2 separate regions of the Mus musculus genome follow, and region 2 is linked to region 1. The links are chromatin contacts, called in public promoter capture Hi-C maps. All regions are on one chromosome and are shown on one strand. The core of a region is the stretch at or near the end of the contact, and the rest is flanking DNA. Distances in the headings are between cores, read along the strand shown. Region 1 holds the start of Arl9 (ADP-ribosylation factor-like 9). Region 2 has its middle 23 kb from the start of Spink2.

Region 1 (4,975 bases), core at 1,033-3,532:
CCAAGGGAAAGAGAAAGAAGAGAAGAAAAAGAAGAGTGTGGACCTGGAAATCAAAGAGAATGGGAAAGACAAGGGGAAGGAGGAAGAGAAAAAGAAGAGTGTGGACCTAAAAACCAAGGAGAATGGGAAAGACAAGGGGAAGGAGGAAGAGAAAAAGAAGAGTGTGGACCTGAAAACCAAGGAGAACGGGAAAGACAAAGGGAAGGAGGAAGAGAAAAAGAAGAGTGTGGACCTGAAAACCAAGGAGAATGGGAAAGACAAGGGGAAGGAGGAAGAGAAAAAGAAGAGTGTGGACCTGAAAACCAAGGAGAACGAGAAGGACAAAGGGAAGGAGGAAGAGAAAAAGAAGAGTGTGGACCTAAAAACCAAGGAGAACGGGAAAGACAAAGGGAAGGAGGAAGAGAAAAAGAAGAGTGTGGACCTGAAAACCAAGGAGAACGAGAAGGACAAAGGGAAGGAGGAAGAGAAAAAGAAGAGTGTGGACCTGAAAACCAAAGAGAATGGGAAAGACAAGGGGAAGGAGGAAGAGAAAAAGAAGAGTGTGGACCTGAAAACCAAGGAGAACGGGAAAGACAAAGAGAAGGAAGAGAAGAAAAGAAAGAGTGCGGACCTGAAAACCAAGGAAACCGGAAAAGAGAAGGAAGAAGAGAAAAGAAAGAGTGCGGACCTGAAAACCAAGGAAACCGGAAAAGAGAAGGTAGAGGAGAAAAGAAAGAGTGCGGACCTGAAAACCAAGGAAACCGGAAAAGAGAAGGTAGAGGAGAAAAGAAAGAGTGCGGACCTGAAAACCAAGGAAACCGGAAAAGAGAAGGAAGAGGAGAAAAGAAAGAGCGCGGACCTGAAAACCAAGGAAACCGGAAAAGAGAAGGAAGAGGAGAAAAGAAAGAGCGCGGACCTGAAAACCAAGGAGAATGGGAAAGACAAAGGGAAGGAGGAAGAGAAAAGGAAAAATGACGAGAAAGGCAAGGAGAACGGGACAGGGATGGAAGCCAAGGAGGAGCAAGGGACGGAGAAAGAGAAGGAACAGGTCACAGAACAGGTCAAGGAGAACACCAGCACCTCCATTAAAACCCTGTACCCGCCGCCGGTAAGAGACCTGGGACCGGGACTTCCGAGGTCACAGCGGGCATCCAGACCCGCTGGCTCTGTTACGTCGTCGTGGCCGAAGTACGCAGAGAATCGGGTCTTTTCCGAGGGCTTCTGTCTATGGATGGGGGGAAGTGCCAAGGTTCGAACACACCCCTCCTGTCCCCAACTTTACTTACCCCTTCTTATGTCCCCGGGTCCTACCCCTCCTTGTCTAGGGTTGAGAAACCAGGAATCTTAATTGTCCTGATGAAATACAGAGACTGCCCCTGTCTCTGTCCCTCAGCGCTTCAGCGTGCGGACCACGTAAACAATGCCGAAACCAATATTGAACTCTCCTCCTCGAACTTACTGTGAATATATTCTTTGTTGGAAGAGCTAGCGTTCTTGAAAACATGCATATTGAATAATACATGATGTGTTGGGGGCTCCCTGGTTCTTTCCCACGGGCGCTGTAGTTACTGTCTGCATGGCTTTCAGAAGGGAAGGTGGCAGGCTTAATTAGTCTCAGAACTCCAGGTCAGAACCTTAGTTGGTTTCTTGCCTCAGAGCCGCTTCCTGGTTCTTAACAATTTGAATTGTTGACAGGACTTGATCCCTTGTAAAATACAGACTCCACAGAAACACAGATGATGAAAGAAATAACTATTGACAAAGAACAGTGATGTTCAGAATTAGACTTGAGTATTTACCTTCCAGGGTGTTTTTCACGGGGCCAGGCTTCTCACTTTGCCCTTCGGATGTGCCTGCCGCTGCCACTTCACCCAATGTGAGAAACTGCATAGTTTCTAGTAGTTCTAGTAGTGGGCTGGGTTTGCGCCCTCCTAGGGGAGAATAAATTAGATTTTCTTCTAAACTCTCGATTTACAGTGTTTTGAGCTTTCTCTAGACGATAAACGTGAAGGACCCTGTGGTTTGGTTTGGCTTGACTCTTAGAGCTACCATTAGAACCCAGAACTTAAGCAATGAACTCTACCGCTGAGCCAGTCTGTATTGTCAGCTTAAAATATAAGCACAATGTAAGCCTTGAGTGCAGAATTTCTAGGAAAGATAGGCTGGGGGATTAGGAGTAGGGGACAGTTTTTAATACAATATTTCCTAAAACTTTGGGTGTCCTTGTTTTAGATATCACTAAGAAAAACTGCTTTGGCAGCAAAAGATGACCAACCGGAATAAAATATATCCTAATTTCAGTGATGCGGATGATCTTAGAATTGATGAAGTGTGACCGGGTAGCCTGGGTAGGACTCGTAGTAGAAATGGTAGGGGACACAATGCATGCTCTGCAGCCATTTTTTAGTGCCTCTATTACTTTAAAGTGTGCAGTTTTGAAAATTTTCAATGGCCTTGTCCATACCATAGTGTTGACTCAGAAAGGCACTGCAACACTTCGGATGGAAAAGGAGGTTAGGGCAGGGTTATGAAATACTCATGGAAATACCAATTCTTTAAGTCAGTGCGGTGCAGCTGCTCAAGCACAAGGACCTGAATTTGGACCCCCAGCATCTACGTAAAACCTAAGCAACACACACACACACACACACACACACACACACATGCAACACACATGTACACACACATACACACACACATACACCACACACATGTACACACACATACACCACACACACATGCAACACACATGCACACACACCACACACATGCACACATGCAACACACATGCACATACACCACACACATGCAACACACATGCACACACACATACACACACCACATATACACATGCAACACACATGCACACACACATGCACACACACATGCACACACACCACATACACACATGCAACACACATGCACACACACATGCACACACACATGCACACACACACCACACACATGCACACACACATGCACCACACACATGCACCACACATACACACACATGCAACACACATGCACACACACATACACACACATGCACCACACATGCACACACACATGCACCACACATAAGCACACACACCATACATGCAACACACATGCACACACACACACACACACACACCACACAGGTTCAAGTGAGTGCACCAGATAAACATAAACAATTTTTCTCCCAAAGAACAAAACCCAAATATATACTGTCTTTAAAATCTGAGGCCTTCATAGATCCTGCTTTCTACATAAGTCCTTATTAGGCCATACCGTAAAACATCTTTCTTTCACTCAGATTTTTTTTTTTTTTTCTTAACAGATGAGAATGGTTTCAGTGCCAGCACTAGAGGGAATTAAGGCTGCTCTGGGCTAAAAAGTGAGACCCAAAACAACAAAAAATTCAACAGACAAAAGAGATGGGCTAGAGATTCTAATGGTATTTTAGATCACCTTTGAAACAGATGGGGGACTTATCTTTACTCCTCAGAGGCAGAGGCAGGTAGATCTGTGAGTTCAAAGCCAGCCTGATCTACACAATGAGTTCCAAGTCCTGTAGGGCTGCATAGTGACCTCGGACTCAAACATTAAGATCATGTTTTGGATTGGGGATGAGAATACTTGCTTAGCAAGTCCAAGTTCCTGAGTTTAATCCTCTGCACTGTGCTCAATCAATAATTTCTAGTGTTCCGATAGTGGAAGCAGAGTTATATGATGTTATTATTTTGGAAGCAGGACCATTGGAGACAATTGCTAGTGTTTTTGTTTAAATATTGTTTGGACTATAAGAACCACATCCCTGAGCGCCCTGAGCTAGCCCTGCATTCCTGCTGTTCTTCCTTTATGATCACCGGGTTTGTGTTTGTGTTTGTTTTTCAAGACAGGGTCTTGGTCTGTAGCTTAGGCTGTCTTTGACTCACTATGACTCACAGAGTTCTGCCTGCCTCTGCCTCCCTAGTGCTGGGATTAAAGGTACAAGCTCCTTTCTGATTATTCGTGGTGAGAAACTCTAAGGCTGGAATGGTAATAGAGAGCTGCCTTTGAAACTTGCTTACAAATGCCCAGCTTTAATGTTTGGCGTTATAACAAATACTCTTTTGTTATTTTGATGGGTTTAACAATTTCTCTAGTCTTAGGCTTCCTGCTTAATCATGATACTTCTACTAAAAATATGAGAGAGAGTTGGGTGGTGGTGGCGCAAGCCTTTAAGACCAGCACCCCAGGCAGAGGCAGACAGATCTCTGTGAGTTTGAGGCCAGCCAGGTCTACAAAATGAGTTCCAGGACAGCCAAAGCTGTTACACAGAAAAACCCTGTCCTAGAAACAAACAAACAAAAGCATAAGGGAGGAACTTTGTCCTAATATTTTGTAGCCAGTTTATCCAACTGCTAAGACAAAAAAAAGAAGAAAAATGTATGGAAATTGGTCTGGGATCCATAGACCTGTGGAACTGCACAGGACATACATTCTAAGATTTGAGTGTGTGTGTGTGTGTGTGTGTGTGTGTGTGTGTGTGTGTGTGTGTGTGTATTGATAGACTAGTAAAGAATTGGACAATAGAAAAGATACAAGAGAGTAATATCACAAAAGCCATAGTCTGGGTTTAGACTGGTTAGCAATTCTACTGGTATAGGGTCCTAATACAGCAAGGCACTCTGTCAGGAGCCAGCTAAAACACAGTCCCAATTGGCATGGGTTTACTGGTTTACCTTTTATTTCACAGGTAGAAAATAAGCAGATCCTAGTACTAGGTCTGGATGGAGCAGGAAAGACCAGTGTCCTCCACTTGCTGGCTTCCAACAGAGTCCAGCACAGCACAGCTCCTACCCAAGGTTTAAATGCAGTTCACATCAACTCTGAAGATAGGCAAATGGAGTTCCTGGAGAGTAAGTTCTGCTTCTCATCAGCATCTTCAGCTGGAAGCCTCGGTCCCTGCTGAGGTGGTGACCTTGCAGGATGTGACACTGGACGGGATTGTCCTGCACTTAGGGATGATGTG
Region 2 (4,975 bases), core at 628-3,127, 230 kb after region 1:
GGATTAAAGGCGTGCGCCACCACACCCGGCGACATTTTACTTCTAAATCAGGCTTTCTATTGGTTTATACACAGGCTGGGTCACACACAGTTCATTATATGGAGATTCACAGTATAGACAAAGCCTTTGCCAGGTTTAACAGGGCCCTTGGTAGTCCCTGTGTTGTGTTGTAAAGTTAAAGAATATATTGACTGAACAGACCACTAGTTTCCCCCAACCCAAAAGCTAAACATGTTGTCAGATCACATCTGAAACCCATAGTGGGGACACCCCTGCTTTGCAGTAGCTGGCATCTGGATCTTTCCACCCATGTATCAGAAATTTCACAAAACCCTTTCAGAACATGGTATTTAGGGCTACCTGAATCGTTCCATGTTCCTTGAGGCCATGGCTCTAGAATAAACTATCCCTTATTCCCTTTGAGGTGAGAGCTGTGTGTTTATATCAGCAAAGCCAAGAGACTAAGAGATTCCAGTTGCTGCTGGTGCTTCTTCTTCTTCTCCTTCTCCTTCTTCTTCTTCTCCTTCTGGGATTAAAGGTGTGTGCCACCATGCCCGGCTATTCTTCTTCTTCTTTTTTAAGATTATATTTATTTTATATATATATGGTGAGTATACTGTAGCTGTTTTCAGACACACCAGAAGAGGGCATCGTATCCAATTACAGATGGTTGTGAATCACTATGTGGTTGCTGGGAATTGAACTCAGGACCTATGGAAGAGCAGTCAGTGCTCTTAACCGCTGAGCCATCTCTCCAGACCCCAGCTGCTTCTAATTCAAGGAGATACCTAGAAAGTATGGGCAGTGTCTGTCAATGATGGAAGCTGGAAGCACATTTCACAATGCTGGGGAGGGGCAGTGCCTAGAAGTGGACCTTTAGGCTGGAGAGATGGCTCAGTGGTTGAAAGCACTGACTGCTCTTCCAGAGGTCCTAAGTTCAAATCCCAGCGACCACATGGTGGCTCACAACCATGCATAACAAGATCTGACTCCCTCTTCTGGAGTGTCTGAAGACAGTTACAGTGTACTTACACATAATAAATAAACACATCTTTAAAAAAATAAGAAGAAGAAGTGGAAACTCTATCTGTCTGTCTGTCTGTCTGTCTGTCTGTCTGTGTCTAGTTCTCTCTCTCTCTCTCTCACACACACACACATACACACACACTAGCTAAGGTCTATAGCAGAAGCAAGCTAGAGAACACAGAGCAAGAAGCCTCGCTCCTTGGGCACTGATTTGATTTCACAGTAGAGAGCACAAGCCTAGAGATTTACACTGAAAAGACATGTGAGAAAAGTCAACTCAGAAAATGGCCGGTTTCTTCCTCCTAAATATATATTTGTGTTTGCTGACCATCTGTGGTGTGGCAGCTCCAGAAATAAATAGGACACAGCCTTGAGTGTCAAGGATGACAGTCTTGCTACTGAGGGACCTTTGTTCCCCTCCGAGGAGCTGCGAGAGAAAATAGTTAAGCTGGTGTGGATGCCTGACGAGCAACCACGGGAGGCACAGTGCAGGAAAGATGCACCACTGTGGGCCCCAATCTTCCTCACAGTTACCTTTAAGCTTTCTTTATGTCTCCATCACTAAATGGTTGCATTTATAGGCCCCAAATCCCAGAAACAATCATACTTGTAGCATTTACATGCTACGAGGTCACAATAATCAGTATTTGCAGAGATGCTGGGCAAGATGAAGCCAAACTGAATGGTTGTCAGAGCCAAGACTGAAGTTGATAAGACATTGTTGCCTTAATCTGGTACTATTCCTGTTATGGGAAAAACACCCAAGACAGGCATCTGAGTCTGTGTGGAGCATCGGAAGTATTCACGCTGGGTCTGACTCACGAGAGAGATCTCCAAAGCTTCGGCCCGGGGCTGCAGTTTCCTGCAACTTCACAGATACATGGTGTCATCTTTTACCTAGTTTGCCATTGGTGGCTTTAATTCTTAGCCTAAGAGACGTCTTCAGACACACCAGAAGAGAGCATCAGATCCCATTACAGATGGTTGTGAGCCACCATGTGGTTGCTGAGAATTGAACTCAGGACCTCTGGAAGAGCAAGCTGCCAGTGCTCTTAACCACTGAGCCATCTCTCCAACCCCTTTTCTTTCTTTTTTTTTTTTTTTTTTTTTTTTTTTTTGAGGGGAGGGGGTTGAGACAGGATCTCACTATGTACCTCTGTTTGCCCTGGAACTATGTAGACGAGGCTAGCTAGCCTGGAACTCATAGAGCTCCAATTGCCTCTGCCTCCTAAGTGCTGGGATTGAAGGCGTGCACTTTCATTAAAGACATGCACACTAAATGGCCCACGGTTAACGGTGTTTCTCTTCCCTACCCCCAGCCCCAAAGTCTCACTGATTGTCTTGGATGTGCACATCAGTGGCCACATTACCAACCAGGTTTGGATTCCTATTCTCTTTTGACAGGGTTTCTCTGCCCTGGCTGTCCTGGAACTCACTTTGTAGACCAGGCTGGCCTCGAACTCGGAAATACGCCTGCCTCTGCCTCCCGAGTGCTGGGATTAAAGGTGTGTGCCACCACGCCCGGCTGGATTCCTATTCTCAATGACAAAATTAAAGAGAAAAGATGATGGAGAAAAGCAAAAAGGGGAGGTTTATTCTCTGTGGCCAAAACGAGAAGGACAATATAGAGGTTCAATGACCACCTCACGTCCATTTTGGACTCCTGACATATAGATTCAGTTTAAACAGAGGGGCAAGAGGTATGCATAACTAAGTAGCCCCAGTCAAGGCATAAGCCTGCCCATCATCATTGTCTGAACCCTCTTGTGTCCTACCAAGGTGGCTTAATAAGTTGTCAGCCCTGAGACAAGCTCCCCGCTGACTGTACCAGGGCTGTACATTAGCATTTCTTCTAGGCTCCACCCCACAGTTACCTGGCAACAGCCAAGTGTACCGGACTCAGGATAAAAGAGGCTGCTTGCCCCCTCCTCGCTCTCTTGCTCTCTTCCCCTCTTCTCTATCTCTTCTCTCCCCATTCCCCTCCCACCTCTCTCTCCACATGTTCACAGCTGGCTCTATTCCCCCCCTCTCTCCCTCCCTTTCTCTGTCACTACTCCCCCCTTAATTCCCCTCCCAGTGCCCTAAATAAACTATTTCATACTATATCCATGGTATGGCTGAGACCGCAGGGGGAAGGGATGTCTCAGCATGGACCAGCAGAGGCCCACTCCCACCCCGGCACATACTTCACCTCTACCAACATACCCCTGGTTCTTTCTTTTTTTTTTTTAAAACACAAGGGCCCCAGGCTTTTCCTTCTCTCAGCAACAAGCTGAGGAGAAATTCCACTTTCTTGGGGGCCATTGTTTCAATAGTCTCATAGCCAAAGGGAAGGCACCAATGTCATCTCTAAAAGATGTTCCTGGGCTGGCAAGATGGCTTAGCAGTTAAGAGCACTGATTGCTCTTCCGAAGGTCCTTGAGTTCAAATCCCAGCAACCATATGGTGGCTAACTACCACCTGTAATAAGATCTGGATGCCCTCTTCTAGTGTCTCTGAAGACAGCTACAGTGTACTTATGTATGATAATAAATAAACCTTAAAAAAAAAAAATAAGTGGCTGGGTGTGATGGAGCATGCCTTTAATCCCAGCACCCGGGAGGCAGAGGCAGGTGGATTTCTGAGTCTGGTCTACAGAGTGGGTTCCAGGACAGCCAGGGCTACACAGAGAAACCCTGTCAAGGGGGGGTTGGGGGCAATTATGGGTCAGTTTACGTTCTAGTCATCTGAATACTCAAACTGAGAGGAGATCCAGTAGACTTTGTATCTGCCTGTAGGCAGGCCCCAGTGCCTAGGCAGGCCAGAGACACCGGCTCTTGGCAGGAAGACCTCTCTACAGGTCTGCTCGCTATGGTAGCTGATTCCCCCACCATGAAGGCTAAGCAGGTACCACAGCTTCCTTTTGGATTCCCATTCTGGAAGTTGCTGGCACCTGCCACTTCTGCAGGGTTCTAGGTTAGAAACAAGTTACTGTATCCAGCTAGCTGACTCCCAAAGGAATGGAAACGGGGTGGTGGGGGGATGGGGTTTGAAGGGAGGGAACATGAGAAGAAAGATTTAGAGGCTACAGTGTGGGGGAAGGGCAGAAATAATTCAACCGGAGACTATGTATCTGTTTGCTACTTGCTTGCTGCTTGCTTGTGTTTTAAGACCAGGTCTCCCTATGTAGCCTTGGCCAGTCTGGAACTCATTCTATAAACCAGGCTGGCTGCAAACTTAACAGAGATCCACCTGCCTCTGCCTCCCAAGAGCTGGGATTAAAGGTGTGTGCTACCTTACTCTGTCTTTAAAAACTAAACAGGGGACTGGCTAGATGGCTCAGTGGTTAAAGAGCACTGAATGTTCTTTCAGAGAGAACCCGGGTTCCATTCCCAGCACCCACATGGCAGCTCACAACTGTCTGTTGAGAGAGCCCCGACTTGGAACTTCCCACCCGGCCTTAGGGATGGTCCCTGAGTCTCCCTTCCTGCCCAGCCAATTAATGTTAAGGTCACCAGAACCACCAATCATTATGTGCCTAGTAGCTGTTGCTATAATCTGCCCTCAAAAACTATATAAAAAGCTTATAAAAGAAAGAGAGCCGGGCAGTGGTGGCGGACGCCTTTAATCCCAGCAGAGGCAGGTGGATTTCTGAGTTCGAGGCCAGCCTGGTCTACAGCGTGAGTTCCAGGACAGCCAGGGCTACACAGAGAAACCCTGTCTTGAAAAGAGAGAGAGAGAGAGGTCCGCTTTTCTCTACTTTTGTTGGCCAGGTGAGGGGCTCATACTTTAATCCCTACACTAGGGAGGCAAACGCAGGATGGTCTCTCTGTGAGTGTGAGGTCGCTGTACATAGTGTGAATTCCAGCCCAGCCCAGCTAGGGTTGAGACTCTGTCTCAAAAAAAAAAAAAAAAAAAAAAAAAAAAAAAAAAAAGGTGGGGGGGGGTGTGGAGATGGGGGGGTGGGGGG

Evidence for each region. Promoter capture Hi-C pulls out the DNA fragments that hold promoters and counts their contacts.
Region 2: a contact with region 1 is called in a promoter capture Hi-C map of trophoblast stem cells, with 4 times the contacts expected there. The contact joins the enhancer-like site here to the promoter of Arl9 in region 1. A contact is called at or near these places in 18 of 39 promoter capture datasets (the 3T3-L1 cell line, 3T3-L1-derived adipocytes, the C10 cell line and 10 more), 4 of 15 datasets of contacts at CTCF or cohesin (embryonic stem cells, large pre-B cells, pro-B cells and 1 more), 29 of 484 Hi-C or Micro-C datasets (3T3-L1-derived adipocytes, bone marrow-derived dendritic cells, cortical neurons and 13 more), 16 of 115 datasets of contacts at active chromatin or transcription factors (the SCID.adh cell line, bone marrow-derived macrophages, cardiomyocytes and 10 more) and 3 of 9 other capture datasets (adipose tissue, liver and pancreatic islet).

The regions. Positions count from the first base shown.
Region 1 is chr5:77,001,773-77,006,747 of GRCm38.p6, forward strand. Arl9 (ADP-ribosylation factor-like 9) reads left to right here and starts at 2,283. Exons shown (of 4, transcript NM_206935.1): 1 at 2,283-2,327; 2 at 4,700-4,862. The coding sequence starts at 2,283. 1700112J05Rik (RIKEN cDNA 1700112J05 gene) reads right to left here. Exons shown (of 4, transcript NR_077218.1): 4 at 4,670-4,975.
Region 2 is chr5:77,232,239-77,237,213 of GRCm38.p6, forward strand. No RefSeq gene overlaps it. Among named protein-coding and RNA genes, the nearest start is that of Spink2, 23 kb to the left of the region's middle. Within about 2 kb of position 1,878, at least 3 of the 459 cell types and tissues checked have an H3K27ac peak or open chromatin away from gene starts, as enhancers often do. A contact at or near this core is called in trophoblast stem cells, where this site is marked.